Regions from separate parts of the Mus musculus genome. Here all the other regions are linked to region 1. The links are chromatin contacts, called in public promoter capture Hi-C maps. All regions are on one chromosome and are shown on one strand. Each heading gives the region's core, a stretch centred on a gene start, on an enhancer-like site or on the middle of the called end of the contact. The rest is flanking DNA. Distances are from core to core; before and after follow the strand shown. Region 1 holds the start of Mastl (microtubule associated serine/threonine kinase-like). Region 2 overlaps Arhgap21 (Rho GTPase activating protein 21). Region 3 overlaps Arhgap21 (Rho GTPase activating protein 21).

The links. Promoter capture Hi-C pulls out the DNA fragments that hold promoters and counts their contacts.
Region 2: a contact with region 1 is called in a promoter capture Hi-C map of liver, with 3 times the contacts expected there. The contact joins the enhancer-like site here to the promoter of Mastl in region 1. A contact is called at or near these places in 5 of 39 promoter capture datasets (the 3T3-L1 cell line, the HPC-7 cell line, hippocampal neurons and 2 more), 1 of 115 datasets of contacts at active chromatin or transcription factors (astrocytes) and 1 of 9 other capture datasets (liver).
Region 3: a contact with region 1 is called in a promoter capture Hi-C map of hippocampal neurons, with 2.8 times the contacts expected there. The contact joins the enhancer-like site here to the promoter of Mastl in region 1. A contact is called at or near these places in 3 of 39 promoter capture datasets (the HPC-7 cell line, hippocampal neurons and liver), 1 of 115 datasets of contacts at active chromatin or transcription factors (astrocytes) and 1 of 9 other capture datasets (liver).

Annotation. Positions count from the first base shown.
Region 1 is chr2:23,153,837-23,159,004 of GRCm38.p6, forward strand. Mastl (microtubule associated serine/threonine kinase-like) reads right to left here and starts at 2,188. Exons shown (of 12, transcript NM_025979.4): 1 at 1,843-2,188. The coding sequence starts at 2,025. It overlaps Yme1l1 (YME1-like 1 (S. cerevisiae)), which reads left to right and starts at 2,669. Exons shown (of 19, transcript NM_013771.5): 1 at 2,669-2,895. The coding sequence starts at 2,863.
Region 2 is chr2:20,896,742-20,901,909 of GRCm38.p6, forward strand. All of the region lies in intron 3 of Arhgap21 (Rho GTPase activating protein 21), which reads right to left. Among named protein-coding and RNA genes, the nearest start is that of Arhgap21, 68 kb to the right of the region's middle. Within about 2 kb of position 2,765, at least 124 of the 459 cell types and tissues checked have an H3K27ac peak or open chromatin away from gene starts, as enhancers often do. A contact at or near this core is called in the HPC-7 cell line, liver and pre-B cells, where this site is marked.
Region 3 is chr2:20,940,291-20,945,458 of GRCm38.p6, forward strand. The region is part of intron 1 of Arhgap21 (Rho GTPase activating protein 21); the gene reads right to left. Among named protein-coding and RNA genes, the nearest start is that of Arhgap21, 25 kb to the right of the region's middle. Within about 2 kb of position 3,136, at least 128 of the 459 cell types and tissues checked have an H3K27ac peak or open chromatin away from gene starts, as enhancers often do. A contact at or near this core is called in the HPC-7 cell line, astrocytes and hippocampal neurons, where this site is marked.

The DNA.
Region 1 (5,168 bases), core at 938-3,437:
AACCACCAGGCAAATGAAAAAGGAGGAGGAGGAGGAGGAGGAAGAGGAAGGAGAGGAAGAGGAAGAGAAGAAGAAGAAGACATCAAAGACCATACATTGTATGATTCCATTTATGTGAACTATCCAGAAAAGGCAATCTTGCAGAGATAGAAGGTGAGTTGGTACATAGGGCTTGTTGGTACATGCCTGTAGTCGCTTCACTTAGGGGATGGAGCCATACGTATCAGTAATTTAAGGCTTGTCATGCTCAGTTCCATCATATGTCTGAGGCTATTTGGGACTGTCAAAGAGAGACAGAAAACAGAGAGAAGAGGGATAGTAGTTACCTGCTGACATATTAAGGGAAGAGGTACTGTGAATAGGCAAAAAGGTAATTTTTTGGGCTATGGAACTATTCCTTAAAACTGTTTTTTTTTTTTAAAAAATTCATTTATTTATTATATGTAAGTACACTGTAGCTGTCTTCAGACACTCCAGAAGAGGGCATCAGATTTCGTTTAGGCTGGTTGTGAGCCACCATGTGGTTGCTGGGATTTGAACTCAGGACCTTTGGAAGAGCAGTCGGCGCTCTTAACCACTGAGCCATCTCACCAGCCCCTAAAACTGGTTTTCAATACTATTTAATTTACAAAAGTCATCACTGAACAAGTAAGTGGGGAGAAATCCACTTGTGAATGAAAAAAGCAAAACAAAACAAAAACAAAACATTTTTTTCCAGAGGGACAACAGGAACAAAGGGTATGTGGTGTATTGATGAAATATATAAGGGCAACTCAAGTTTCTAGCCTGAAGGGTAGAGGTGACATTGGTACTATTAAAGGGAAAGAAGCAAAGGAAGAGGTCATTTAGGTAGTCAGGTGAAGGGGCTGCTTATCTTAACTGTGTGCTAGTCTCCAAGCACTGGGTACCAGGAATCTGAGCCAGCCAGTAGCCTCCTTTGTCATGTTTACAATGTAATGTTCTCATTACAAAGTAGTAATGAGAAGCTAGGGTGGACAGAACAATTTTAAGTGAACACTGACTGTTTTTACGATCACATATAGATAAGAAACGCTTGATTTAGGACACATTTCTTTCTACTTGCTCTATAATAAATGAACTTACAGCTTACGTATCACGATGGAAATCTTGAGAAGCAAAAATTTTGGTTTTGCATCACTTGCTCCTGCTTATCAAAGAGCTGGAATTAAAGCATCATCGGAAAGTGACCATTACAAACGTAATCAAAGTACCGAAGTTAATCCAGGTGAAGCTCAAGTTAGTAAAAAAGCAAAACAAACTCACAATCCCGGTGATACTTTAAATAAATAATACTACAATTAAAAACTTTCACAATATAAATTGTGTCACAGAAAATTCGAATATAATGCAGCTTCCTTTTGGTAAGAGTGAGATTTGAACTGTCTACAAACCAATCTTGTTTGTGATAGCAAGATTTCGGCTATTATGTATGTCAAACAAGGAAAACATAACCAACAAGTACTTAAGGCCGTTTTGATTTGAAACATGACTCAGGAGTCATGGGTGTGGCTTCAAGCCTCTGCCTTCAGTCGCAGTTTTCTCATTTGTTAACAATGGCCAGGGCACAGTTGGGTAAGTTTTGCTATTTTCACTGGGTTAATGATTCTCAGTATACAGAGAAGGGCAGGGCAAGGGAAAGGACAGACACCTGCTCACTGCAGTCTGCCTAAACGCCCACAGTCAACAAGCAGGACTGTGCAGGCTTCTGTAAGCCGGGCATTCCAGGCTAGTGGTACAGCAGCTCCAGAGTTTGTTCAACAACTCAAAAGGGAGGTCCGCGAGGGAGGACCATTTAAGACCTTCTCGCTTCTGACTGCCTACCTTCACTGCGTACAACTTGCCGCCTTTCTGTCCCAGGTACACTTTCCCGAATGCACCACGGCTAATGGGCTTCACTATGGTGAACTCCTCAATGGAGGGTGGTCTTGGTACCGGGATCCTACTCACGCACTCCTCTATCGCCGCACCTCCTTCATTCTCCTCACTTGCCGAGGCGGACTCCATTGCTGCACAGCTCGCCCTGCAGCAGCAACTCCCGCCAGCTAGATTCAAAAGGTTTCGCCTACGCCGGACGCCTCCCGTGACGTCACCGCGCGTCTGCGCTCTGCCGGCTCCCTGTAAGCAGGCATCGACGGGTGGGGGCCGGCGGCACTGCTGGGCGCAGTCTGCGGAGCGCTAGGCGGAGCCGGCGGCGCTGCCGGAAGGGGCGCTGGGCGGGGCTCAGCCGCGGATACACGGGCTGTTTTTGTGACGAGGCAGTGCATTCTGGCCAATGAGCAAGGGACTAAGACTTTATGTAGTCTGGTGGGGTCCTTCCGAGTCTCAGTCAAGATCTGCAGTTCTCCCTCCCTCCGCATGAGCTAGAAGCCAGGCCGACTGTTAAGTAAAGCAATGGCTAGGGATGATGTGTGGAAGCTAGCGAAGCCACAGAATGTGGAGAGCCTGGGTGAGCGTTAAGTGCGTTTGACCGCGTACTGAATTCAGAAACAGAGTAGGAGCGACTAGAAGAACATCCAATTTATTGTGGAGGTGGTGATAGGAACCTCGAAAAACCACCCCAAAGTGACAGAGTCCCCGGAAGAGGCGGAGCGCTGACGGGCGGGGGCGGGGTGAACGCGGAGGCTTGCTCCGGAAGCACTGTACCTATGGTCTTCCGGGGCAGATGTCGTCGTAGCAGCTGTCGGGAGGGGAAGCCATTTTTTCGTTTCTGGGAGGAGTAAGGGAGAAACTGGGAGAAAAGCAAAGAGAAATAAAGAGAAAATAAAAGGGCTCAGCCCCTTTCCTCGGAGCTGAAGCTAAGAAGCAGTTTCGGCTGGCCGGTAAGATCTCGAGGGCCCGGAGATGTTCTCCCTGTCGAGCACTGTGCAGCCTCAGGTGAGCCCAGCATTCAGGCGTTTTCCTGCGTCCCTTTTGCGACTTTTCCCCGGATGCTGTAGTAGAATCGGTGTTTCTGAAGCAAAATTAGTGAGGGAAGCGACGAACCCTGTTTGAGTCGCAGGCTGAAAAGGAGATCAGGGGACAGTGCTGAGACTATGACCTGACACTAACCGTGGTGAACATCACATAGCGTATCCACTGGCTTGCACAGAATTTCTGTTGACAATTCAGGGACTGTTTAGGGTTGGACAGTCTGAGATGGGGATTTGTGAAATCTGCGAGAAAGGTAAAGAAGACAGTGTTCTTTCCATCCATCTATTTCTGATTACCCTTTTTTCCTTTCAAGCCGAATTTAGTTCAAACATACTCTAATAATTCGAATAGCATCACAATTTCTTTCTTTCTGGGTAGAATTAACTTGTGCACATTTTTGAATCATTAGATTCTTGCAATTAAATTTTAAACATTTTTTAAAAAATCAGGACCCAAATTATGTTAATTTTTCCTTGTTTCATTAAAATTTGTTTTCTTTTTGGGGGGGAAGGTGTTAACAATGTTTAATTAATTAATTAATTATATTTTATTTTTTGAGGCGAGGTTTCATTGTCTATCTTTGCTGTCCTAGTCCTTATTATGTCCAGGCTGGCCTCCTAAGTGTTGGGATCATGGCTCCCACCACCATCACACCAGATGCACCATCAACTTGTCTTGAGGATTATTCCTTGGGAGGCAGGCAGAGAATCTAGAGATGTTACATAGTGAGACTTGTCTCAAAAGACTGCCCCCCCAAATGTTCGTTACATCTTACTACCTGCCTCTTTTTGTGTTCCTATGGAATTGGTAGACTAATGGAGAAAGGAATTGCTTAGCTGCTACTTAGGCAGCAAGCGAACCAAGCAAATGTAGATTTCTCCTAGTCACTGGAAATAAAGATGAACAATAAACGGATATTTCGCCGGGCGTGGTGGCGCACGCCTTTAATTCCAGCACTTGGGAGGCAGAGGCAGGCGGATCTCTGAGTTCAAGGCCAGCTTGGTCTACAAAGTAAGTTCCAGGACAGTCAGGGCTACACAGAGAAACCCTGTCTCGAAAAACCATAAGTAAATAAATAAATAAATAAACGGGAATTTCAGGCAGACAGAAAAATATAAATATAAAATCCTGTGAGGAACAAAAGTCAGGCCCATGTGGCAAGAACAGAGTGGCTAAAGGGAGGTTGGAGAGAAGCCTTGAGGCAGTTACAGAGTTCGATTCATTTGATTTCTGTGACCAGGTTGTCATTTGGAGGCTTGCTCTGGCTTCTTGTGTGGAGAATATGAAAGGGCAAAAGTGTAAGTGTTGTAGATTTAAGGATGCTGTTGCTCTGACACAGGAAAGGCATTCAGTAATTATGGAAAAGAAATTGCTTTGTCTAGTGTGGCACCTCTAATTCCAGACTTGGTGAGAGGGTCAAGAGGATTAGGATTTGGCAGCCAACCTGTCTCACAAAAATTAAAGTAGAGAAGAAAAGAAGTAATAGAATTTCACTCAGTGTAAGTGGGAGAGATGGTGGAAAGTGATATTTCTGTGTTGGTCAGCTTGATACAAGAAAATGCTGTTTTTTTAGGATGACAGTGTCTGGAGAAGTTTTAGTAATTAAAGATGTCTGATAGAGACTGTTGAATATAATATTAATTTATATGAAGAAAGCATGGTGAATAGTATACCATCATGAGGTAGACAGCATAACATGGTAGAAGAGCAAAAGAACAAGGGGGAAACCCACTCTGGTGGCGTAAAGACTGGATTTCCATGGCTTATATACTTGCTTATTGTGGGTTTTGTACAACCCCATGTAGCACAGAGCAGTTTGTAGTTCTGTGCTATTCTTCCTAGCTAATCGCCTTCCACCTCTTACTGCTGTTATAGTGGAAACTGAATTAAGCATAATTTTTAAAGGGACTCTGCGTTCACAGCAAGAAGTATAACACTGGCTAATTTTAATGTCAGGGGTTGAATTAGTTAAATTATTAGACTTGGTTTATAATCAGAGCCGATTATTTTATTCACTTAACAAAAATGCCTATTTAGCATTCTCTGTATTCACACTTGTCATGGGTTGCAACATAGAATACTAAAGTAGAAAAAATACTTGCCATATGGAGTTTATCTTTTAGTTGGATAATATGCTACAACAAAAGAAATTCTTAATTTTTGTAGTCTTCCTTGTGCCAAGCTTCTGTTGTATTCTTAGAATTTCTTGAGTTATGAAGCTTATGATTTCATAAGCT
Region 2 (5,168 bases), core at 1,515-4,014, 2.3 Mb before region 1:
AAGCTGGGATTACAGGCATGAGTTACCACATTCAGCTATAAAAGCTACTTTAAGACCCTAACAGAGACATAGTACCTAATGTTAAAAATATTTGTGTGGCAGAGTGTTGGCAGAGCATGCCTTTAAACCCAGCACATGGAGGCAGGAGAAGCAGGAGAAGCAGGAGAGGCAGGAAGCAAAGGCAGGTAGCTCTCTTGTGAGTTTGAGGCCAGCCTGGTCTACATAGTTCAAGGACAGTGGGACTGCACAGAGAAACCTTGTCTTGAAAACAAAAACAAAAACAAACAAAAAGCATGCATTTTGTAATCAAACATTAAAATACTATAGCTGATTGTTAGCCTGTGTTTTTTCTTTTTTCTTTTCTTTTGTGGTATGAGGAAAATCAACAGAGAGATGGGGAAAAGTAAATTATTAAGTCAAGCTGTTCTCCATAGTCTATTCAAGATGAGTGTGATGGTTTGTATAACGCCTGACCCAGGGAGTGGCACTATTAGGAGGAATGGCCTTATTGGAGAAAGTGTGTCACTGTGGGGGTAAGCTTTGAGACCCTCCTCTTAGTCACATAGGAGCCAGTCTTCTCTTTGCCTTCTAAACAAGATATAGAGCTCTCAGCTCCTCTAGCGCCATCCCTGCCTGGATGCTGCCATGCTTCACGCCATGATGATAATGGATTGAACCTCAGATTCTGTAAGCCAGCCCCAATTAAATGCTGTCTTTACAAGAGTTACCTGGGTCCTGGTGTCTCTTCACAGCAGTAAAACCCAAACTAAGAAGACAATATACTCATTTTCAAAATGCTAGTTAATACATTCAAGTTTTACCTCCCAATCTGCAGATCTGACAACTTTAGGAATCCTAATCTCAAATTATAATAATCTCTGAATGGGATCCAGATGAAGACCTGTCACATTTCAATCACAATTTCATATAGTAGAAGCAAGCATATACTCTCTTTTTTTTTTTTTTTTAAGACTTATTTATTATTATATGTAAGTACACTGTAGCTGTCGTCAGACACACCAGAAGAGGGAGTCAGATCTTGTTACGGATGGTTGCACACCAGAAGAGGGAGTCAGATCTTGTTACGGATGGTTGTGAGCCACCATGTGGTTGCTGGGATTTGAACTCTGGACCTTTGGAAGAGCAGTCGGGTGCTCTTACCCACTGAGCCATCTCACCAGCCCCGCATATACTCTCTTAATGCAACCTGACCTTCAAGCAATGGAGTAAAATAAACCAGTTTAAAACTGTAAAAAGTAAACTATGTTTGAAATTACTCATGTTAAACTTTTTCAGATAAAAGACATTTAATTATAAAAACTTTTTTTGTCATGGGAGTGTTTCATACATTCAGAACCAGAGATGCTAACAGCACAAAGCCCCAGGAGACTAGGGAACCAAGAAAATCACATTTCATATAAGCCCACTCGCACCCATATAAAGCTTTTAAAGTTAAATCCCAGATGCCAGTTCATTCATAAACCCTATAGATATTTGGGCAGGCATAGCTGAAAGATAAGAACTTTAGTATTAACCTGCTGGCAAAACCAAAATGCTGCACTGGGTGTCTACAATGGAGTACTCTGCACAATGGAGTTTCGTTCACATAGAAGCTGAGCACAAGGCAATCTTTTACCTTAAGTATCCACTTAACACTAAGAACTGACAAAGCTCCCAAAGCCGTGAGACAAATTCAGAAAGGGCTCACACGTGAAAATCACAAGACACCCCCAGGTTAAGTTTATAAACAAGATACCTGTGGGTGTGCTTGCTTATATACTCAAATCCTGTGAGTTTACTGGGCATCTACTCGTTTACAAATTAAAATTATCTGAGTTTATAGTCAATCTTCTTAGCTATATACTTAATATACTTATACACTTAGCTACATACTCAAATCCCGTAAGTTTACAGTGGACTTGCTCAGTTATACATTAAAATCCTGTGAGTTTATAGAAAATACGCTGCGCAGAAATCTCAAGTGCACAGAATGGATGTAACGGATGCTCAGTAAGTAACTGCTATCTACTTCAAAACCTCAGCCTGGACAATGCTAACAGTAAACAGCCTGAAGCTGTCTGGCCTTCCCAGTACAGGGACAGGGTAGGCAACAGAAGAGCCAGCGTACCTCCACTAGGGGTCAGACATGAATCAGTTTTAGAGCTATAGCTGGGCAGAAACACTGTGGGAGCCTGTTATCCAACAAATACTTCCCCCTAGTTCTCTCTGAATGAACAGTCCGTAACCGCCTTTCAGAGCACTTGGAGTTCAGTAATGTTAGTCTTTTCCCTTGTTTCAGGAGCTTCATAAATGATGTCTATGTCTAGAGTCAGAGCCCTGTTGTTTCTGCTTTGCGAGGTTGTAAATTTCTCTGACAACCCAGACAAATTTGTTAATCATAAGCAACAACTTCCCATCTCTGGATTTATACACTGTTCAACCCCTGAACTAATAAGCTTATCAAGGCTGTCCTCTGTGTGCTCTCTGTTTCTTCTGTACATTTATTAGAAACATATACACCCACAAATTTACACATAAAACACGGGAAGATGGAAATATAAGATGATGTTTTAAGCATAGAAACTATTTTGAATTTGAAAAAAAAAAATCCTTGCCCTACAGCCCTATGTTTCACCTGAGAGTGGGAAAATGGTGAAGCGGTTAGTGTGAGATGACTGTGGACACCGCCACACAGTGAGAAGGAAAGGGGCGCAGAAGGCACGTTTCATTAACCGGCCGGCCGAGGAAGTGCACTATATCACATGACATTTTCAACACTCTGAAGGAAGTGAGGCTAGAGGCAGCACGCTTCCTTCCACGCAATCAGCCTAGTGTGTCTGGCTCATGGTGCAGACTGCACAGATGTTTGCTAAATGAATGAACAAACAAAAAATGTATTTCTTAATTCTTAACTGTCCTCACACTTAGCTTTGAATATTTCTGCTCTGTTTTTATGTCAAAGATGAGAAGTTATCTGTTGAACATTGAAAGCAGGGGGCTGCAATTCCCACAATAAACACTGATTAAGTTAGGAGTCACATACTTTCTATGTAGGCTATGGAAAGCAATGAGGAACAAGATCCGGGCTCTCCAGCAGGAGAGCTATGAACTATGCCTGGGCAGGGCGAAGCCAGAGGAAACTCTGGTGGAGGTCCGTAGCGGTCCTGACGTGCAAATCGGTCGTCCGACCTGGGTATAGGGGCGAAAGACTAATCGAACCATCTAGTAGCTGGTTCCCTCCGAAGTTTCCCTCAGGATAGCTGGCGCTCTCGCTCTTTTCCCGACGTACGCAGTTTTATCCGGTAAAGCGAATGATTAGAGGTCTTGGGGCCGAAACGATCTCAACCTATTCTCAAACTTTAAATGGGTAAGAAGCCCGGCTCGCTGGCGTGGAGCCGGGCGTGGAATGCGAGTGCCTAGTGGGCCACTTTTGGTAAGCAGAACTGGCGCTGCGGGATGAACCGAACGCATATGTTATTCTTCACCCACACCTCCACTGCACAGGGAGGACGGCACCTGGGCACTGCCTTTTCTGCCGCCCTTCCAGGGAAAGTTAATAGAGATAGCCAGCAGCACACTCGCTCTGGCACATGCTACAGCCTCAGCCACACAGCGGGCACCGTCTCCTACAAGGACAACATCCAGTGTGATACCTGGCCTGCCCTGCCTCCGCCCTTTCAATCCTTAAACATCTGAAGTTTCCTTTTATGAACAAAAACTGAGTTGGGAGGGTGGAGACACATCTTAGGAGTAAAGTGTGGAAGTTGAGGAGTTTTAACAAGCATGGGTGGTGCTTCACACAATGAACTGTCTGTCCCTAATGAACATTTAAACGTGAGGACTATCTCTCCCTCAGGAGGCAAGCCTGTTGCTTTCCTCCAAAGACCAGACACAGGAGGAGGTGAACACTGGTTCTGTGACCCTGGTTGTAAGTTATGCAGCAGCTAGGAAAAGCCAGCTTAAAACCACCTAATTACAGTACTGTCTGGGGCAATACTACTAAGAAAAAGCCAGAGAAGAGAGCCATGTTTTAGAGGCGGCTCAAACCCTAGTGTGAATCTCTCTCTAGTTCTCTTACAGTTACTTATCTCTGCCAAAGACTTCCGATTAATTCTCTCTGAAGCTATCTTTCACATTAAAATATTTCATAATAAAGTGTTTAGAACCCTTACAGAGATTTTGAAATCACATCTAGTTTCTTGACTGCCAGGTTAAACTTCATGTATTATGTTTTTCAAGTCTTAAAGTCTTCACCTTAAAAGTGAGTTTCTGACAGCCTCTTTAATCCAGCTCAATTCCTTTCATTATAGATTACCATTCATTATTTTTAAGTAGTATCAAGATTCTCTTTTAAACTTTTCACCTACTGGTTTATTTTATAGAATATGTCTACATTTCTATGTAAGTCCAAGATTGCCCTATTTTTGTTATTTTCTTAAAGACTTTCTTAGTTATTTGAAATATGGTTTCTAAATCACTAGGTACCACTAACCCTGAGTTACCCGGGCTATGGGGAGGGAGAAGGAAGACACAGAGCAGTCACTTAGGAACAGGCCATGGTGGCCATGACAAAAGGTGTCAGCATCCTCCCCTTACCCAACAGGCACTGTGCATACAAGCTCCTACTATGTACCCGGTACCTACTTAATGAAAAACTCAGTCACAGGACGCATTTTCTGTCCTTCATCATCTTTTCTCTGAGAAGAATTCATAGAAATCGTTTCAAAAACATAATGATAAGTAAATGGGGTGGATTTGTAGTTAGCACTTGACTTGGGAGGCTGAGACAGGAGTCACTTGAGCCCAGGAGTCCAAAAGCAGCCAAGTCAACATAAGGAAATCCTGATTCTACAAAAAGAGAGGAGGAGGATGCGGAAGGGGCAAGCACAGAGGGAGCTACGAGGGAAAGTCCATACTCAACAACTCGATATTTTACTTTGCATAATCTAATAACCAATTTTTGCTTCTTGTTTCCTTATTTCCCAGTATCAAACTTGTGTTAGTGCCTTAGTTTCTCGGAACAGGTTAATCAAGAGGCAGGAATTCTCACCTAACTTACCACAGACAGGAACAATCAACAGGCTGTTCTGGGGAGCAAGGATTTCCACAGTGTTATTAATGAACATATCTTCAATCTTTTACTAGCTATGAAACCTACAAAATAACCC
Region 3 (5,168 bases), core at 1,886-4,385, 2.2 Mb before region 1:
GACTATTAAAAGCAAAGCCCTGGGGACTACAGAGATGGCCCAGCAGTTAAGATTTCTTGTTGATCTTGCAGAGGACCTAAATTTGGTTCCCAGCACCTACAAAGGGCAGCTCATAACCACTTTTAACTCCTGCTCCAGGGAACTCCCACATCCTCTTTTGGCCTCCATGAGTACCTCAACTCAACATTTTTACACACATATACACACAAATTAAAAATATAATTCTGTTTTAGTGGAGTCTTAAAAATTGGGGGAAAGTTCATAATATGACTATAGTTTTTAAAGGAATGAACTGCTCAAAAGCACATAAAAACACTGGCCGTATACATGCCAAACATTAATAGGAATGATAGCTGAATGACCAAAATGTATAAGTCAGCTTATATTTCCAATGTTTTACAAGTGACCATTCAATTTACATACAATTTAATTTTCTATATTTGTAACATGACTCATACATTCTCTTTCTGTACCCTATCTCAATCTAGAATACATTAATAATAACAATAAGCAGGTATCAAATGTAACTAACGTGCCAGGCACTGTGCTCAATGCTGAACCAAGCTCCCTTGCTTTAACCTTCAGAGCGATCCCTGATATCCACACTATTAGAGGTGAGTGTGCGAGCGAAGGCAGCAGCAGCTTGTGGGCATCACAGAGCCAGCATCACCTCTGCCTTCAGTGGCTTTGGACACTGAACTTAGCATTCCACTCCACTATCCTGCCTCCCTACAGCAGTGACATATTCAACAACTAACAGGACCTAGATCAGAATTCTCAGTGTGCCACAGTGGCCAGCATTCTGCTCTGCGGTGGCATTTCCTGATTCCCAGCATATCATTCCTTTGTCTCCAGTTTGTTTCCCTCTCTTCTCTTCAAGCATTTCATTCACTCCATTTCTTCCCCATCCTCCACACTTATCAATACCACATGCTTTTATCCTACAATGTTCTTGGGAGCAGGTTAGTTTTAATGGTGAAGTCAAGGGAACCAAGAGCTATCCTAAGTCTACTATAAATCACAAGTTGTACACAGAAAGCCTAGAGCCACATCTGCCCACCAGATGTGTTTGCTTCAGATCCTACTGTTTTGGTATTCTTTAATAAGTCATCAATGTTTAAAATATAAGACAAGTTCACATGCAAATCTAAAAATTTAGTTTTTTTAAAAATAAAGTATCTTGAGGGGCTACAGAGAGGGCTCAGAAATTAAGAACACTCATTGCTGGGTTCAGTTCCCAGCACCCACACACAGTGGCTCACAACCATCAATGACTCCAGTTCCAGGAGACCCAACCCCCCTTCTGATCTGGGCCAGCACCAGCTCTGCATATTACATACATAAACACACACAAGCAGTATCTGTCAACACCAGATCCAGCCCAGGAGCTGTTTCCTAGAGCTTGCTCTCCTGTCTGAAGACAGTCTCTAGTCCCTGCCTCTGTGCATGTCCCTTAACTTTTTCATCTCAGGCCTCTGCATCCAAGTGCTGGATTACAAATGTGTGCCATCACAACCAACCAGTCTCCTTTCATACTTCCATTACCTGGCCTCAGAGGTACTACATCTGTGACTTCCATTAAATATATTTAAGTAGTGGCATCAATATCACCGTAGATGGTGTTCTATGCCATTTTTACTTAGGCTATGCTCTACAAGAGATGCTACTAGCTAATGGCTTACTGTCAGATCAAAACCACAGGGAAGGCAACACTGGCAACACTCAGGCCAAGGCACACACAAAGCACTCAGTATCCGCAGCTGCACCAACCCATCCCAAAGCATCTATGGCACAGGTAACACTCCTCTGGGGTTCAGACCTCAAACAAGAAAGTTCCCCGGTAAGACTATATATAGGCTGAGTGGTGGTTACAAAGCATGTGTACATAACACAGAGCTCAGGTTTCAGCTTTGCTAGGCTCCTCATAGCATGAATTTTAAATGTTAAGATAATTGCAATATCTATCTTCTTTTAGTCTTTGAGTAGCCATGTAAAACCCATATTTTTATGGTAATGTAAATCCATTAGGGGGAGTAATAGGAAGTGCAATGAGGAATCAATCTTAACCTGGAAAAAAACAGACACTAAATGACCTTCCCTATCTCCAATTTCTCTGGTCCATGCTAAACTATGAAACTATTTTCTAGACAAAAAAAAAAAAAAAAAAAATCGGGCATACTGAAGAACTGAGATGCTAAGATCCTGCTTGCAACTAATATCAAGTCTTTCCGTCTAGGAAGTTTGTGTCTGGCCTGTGCAAGAACTGAGACACGGCTGGGGTGTGGCTGGACTTTCTGTGTTAGAAAAGCCAAGCCATTAGGCTGAGCCTGTACAGCATGATTTACGACTTACTGAAGAGGTCTCTGCCTGATAACAGTGCTGCTGGGGTTGTGCAGAGAAAGGCTCGCTTCTTAGAGAGCACTTAAGAACAGACAGCTATTCTTAAAAATATGCCCAGCAAGTTTTCTGTACTACAAAACTATGTTTTCATAAAAGCCCAGCTCATAACATGAAACGCTCAGAAAGGAACCTCATTCAGTTCCGCCACAGAAGAAATCCAGAACCATATTTTATTGAAAATTTAAAAAAAAAAAAACTTGCTCAAAGGCGGTTTGTTCCAAACTCTTTGTGCTATCTTATTAACACAATCTTAAGCTCCTTGGGAAAGCTGTGAACTGGCCTTCTTCTACAACTGTACCGTCTTCTCATTTATTAGTTTTAAATTAAGTCAGTCAGTCCCACTTCCCCTCCCCGACAGCCTAATGCTCCACAAACAGCAATGACTGTGTTACTTCAGCTAACTGCAGTCTTGCAGAGTAAGTAACTCAGATCATCAGATTTACCCTATGCTATGTTAAAAAAACTAATTAACTCAAAAGAAACAAAAGATGATTGTAACAAAAGGCAATGTTCTCATATCAAGCATTTTCTTTCCCCTACAGTTACAGCAGTCTTAAATTAAAAAGCAAAACTATGTATCCATCAGACAAACCTGGCCATTCCATGCACAGTAGAGATTGCAGAGTAAACTCCAATTGTGGTTTATCATGCAGTCCAGCAGCCTGAACTGGGCCATGTCTGCCTAGAGCGCAGCCTTCATCCTCTGACTCAGCAAGCAGCGCTCCCTCTGCAGTCAAGTGCTCAAGTGCTCGCAGAGGCTCTTCCCCTCCCTTTCCTGTCTGAGCATCGTCAGGAGAGGCCAGGCTGCATCACCCTCCCAAACACTAGGATATTGTTACATCACGCAGCAGAGCCTGCCTTTGTCTGTATTTAGCATCACTTTGGTTGTTTAACAATTGTTATCTTCTTCTTTGGGGGAATTATAAGCTGTCATTTACTTAGTCAATAAAAGCACAGCTTAGGAAAGTGGTACAATAAAATAACCATACTATCAACATCCTACAGCAAACCAATTCCCACACAGGAATTGGTCTTTACTCAGTGTAAAGGGGGTTAGAATCCCCATCCTTCTTAATCTCTCTGCAGCCCCTCGCATGGCTAACAGCCTTCCAAGCCTCCCATCTCTCTCACCCTAGGTGTAGCACATCTCCATTTTGTATAATATGTCTGTAACTCCTTGCCTAGCAAGAGGCCAGGAAGGAGGTGAGAAAAGAGTGGCTCAGCTTCCTCAATGGCTGTTGCTAGAAGTGCAACAAGGAGCCGACAGTTTAACCTTTGAACTCCAACTCACTCATCTGTAAAATAGGTAACACCTGCATGGGCTTTTTAGCATGAAAAAGTTTAACAAGACTAAAACAGAACACCTAATCGTTCTTATTAATATTCCCAAGACTGGCTTCCCTTCTTATCTAAGTTAGAATTCTCTCCTTGACCCACTTTCTCCTTTCTTGCGCTCTCCCTAGATGATGTCATCGTCCAGGCTCATGACTATGAATGACTCCAACCCTCTCCAACCCTTTCTCCCAAGCTTCAATCTGCATGACTGAACCCTTGCTAAGCATGGGTACCTAGATGCCTAGCACTACTTGCTCCAAACAGGGCTCATTATCTTCCCTCTCCCAGCCCCAATAATCTCCTCATCTACATAACGACAGCACAATTCAAGCCCTGGGTTACCAAAACACAAACAGCTCCTGAGCCCCTTCTCTACCCAGCTACCAAGTCTGACATCTCTAAAACACAGTCCTTTTCTCCCTCCGTGGCCTCCTCCTAAATGAGACTCCCATTGGCTTCTCCAGGTTGGTCTCTCCTCCATTCTGCCACTCCTCTGCAGTCTTGCTCCACAGGATTAACAAAAGAGTATTTTAAACCAGTTACTCATAGGGCTATACAGGCTACATCACTTCCTTCGCTGCTTTCTGTCAGGATATGGTCCTCAAAGTATGTTCCCATTAGCTCTATAAGACAAGGGATATGAGCTAGATGGGTTAAAACAATCATTTGGTCAAATAAGTTTGCTCCCAAACTACACCAACTCAGAAGTAAAAAACTCAAAAGAAAGAAAAGAAAAGAAACAAAACCAAAGGTAATCAGTGAGCTAGGGGAGGTACAAGAGAATGTGATGATCCTGAAAATTCAGAAGTTTCAATGGGCACACAATACAGCCCCTTAAAGACCCAGAGAGTATGTACAGGAGTTAGTTCATTGTGCTTTCCTGAAATACAAACATCTGAGATAGAAAGAGAAAGCCTCAGCACAGCCATCACTACAATGGTGACCCTGCAGCCTCTGTGGTGACTGGAATGAGCAATGTCGCCATGGCTCTTGTGTGTGAGCCTTGGTCCACTCTGGGTGGTGCCATTTGGGGAGGCTGTGAAGGCTGTGAAGGCTGTGAAGGCAGGCTGTGAGGTGGACTCTGGCTGGAAGAATACACGTTGTGAGAGTCTGTGCCCCTGCCCCTCTTCTAGTCTGCTTGCTGCTTGGTGGCTTAAGTGAGAGACAGAGCCTCTCAGCTTCTGCTCTGGCTGTCTGCTCCACATGTCTGCCACCATCATGGACTCCCTGCATGGGCTGTAAACACATAAACAGAAATAAACTCTTCCTTCCCTATGTCAACTTTGTTTTCTTTTTTTGTTTTCTTTCACACAGACAGACAGAGTTTCTCTGTATAGTCCTGGCTGTCCAGTACAGTGTACAAAGTGACTCACTTTGTCGAACAGGCTGGCCTTGAAATCACAGAGATCTTCCTGCCTCTGCCTCCCCAGTCC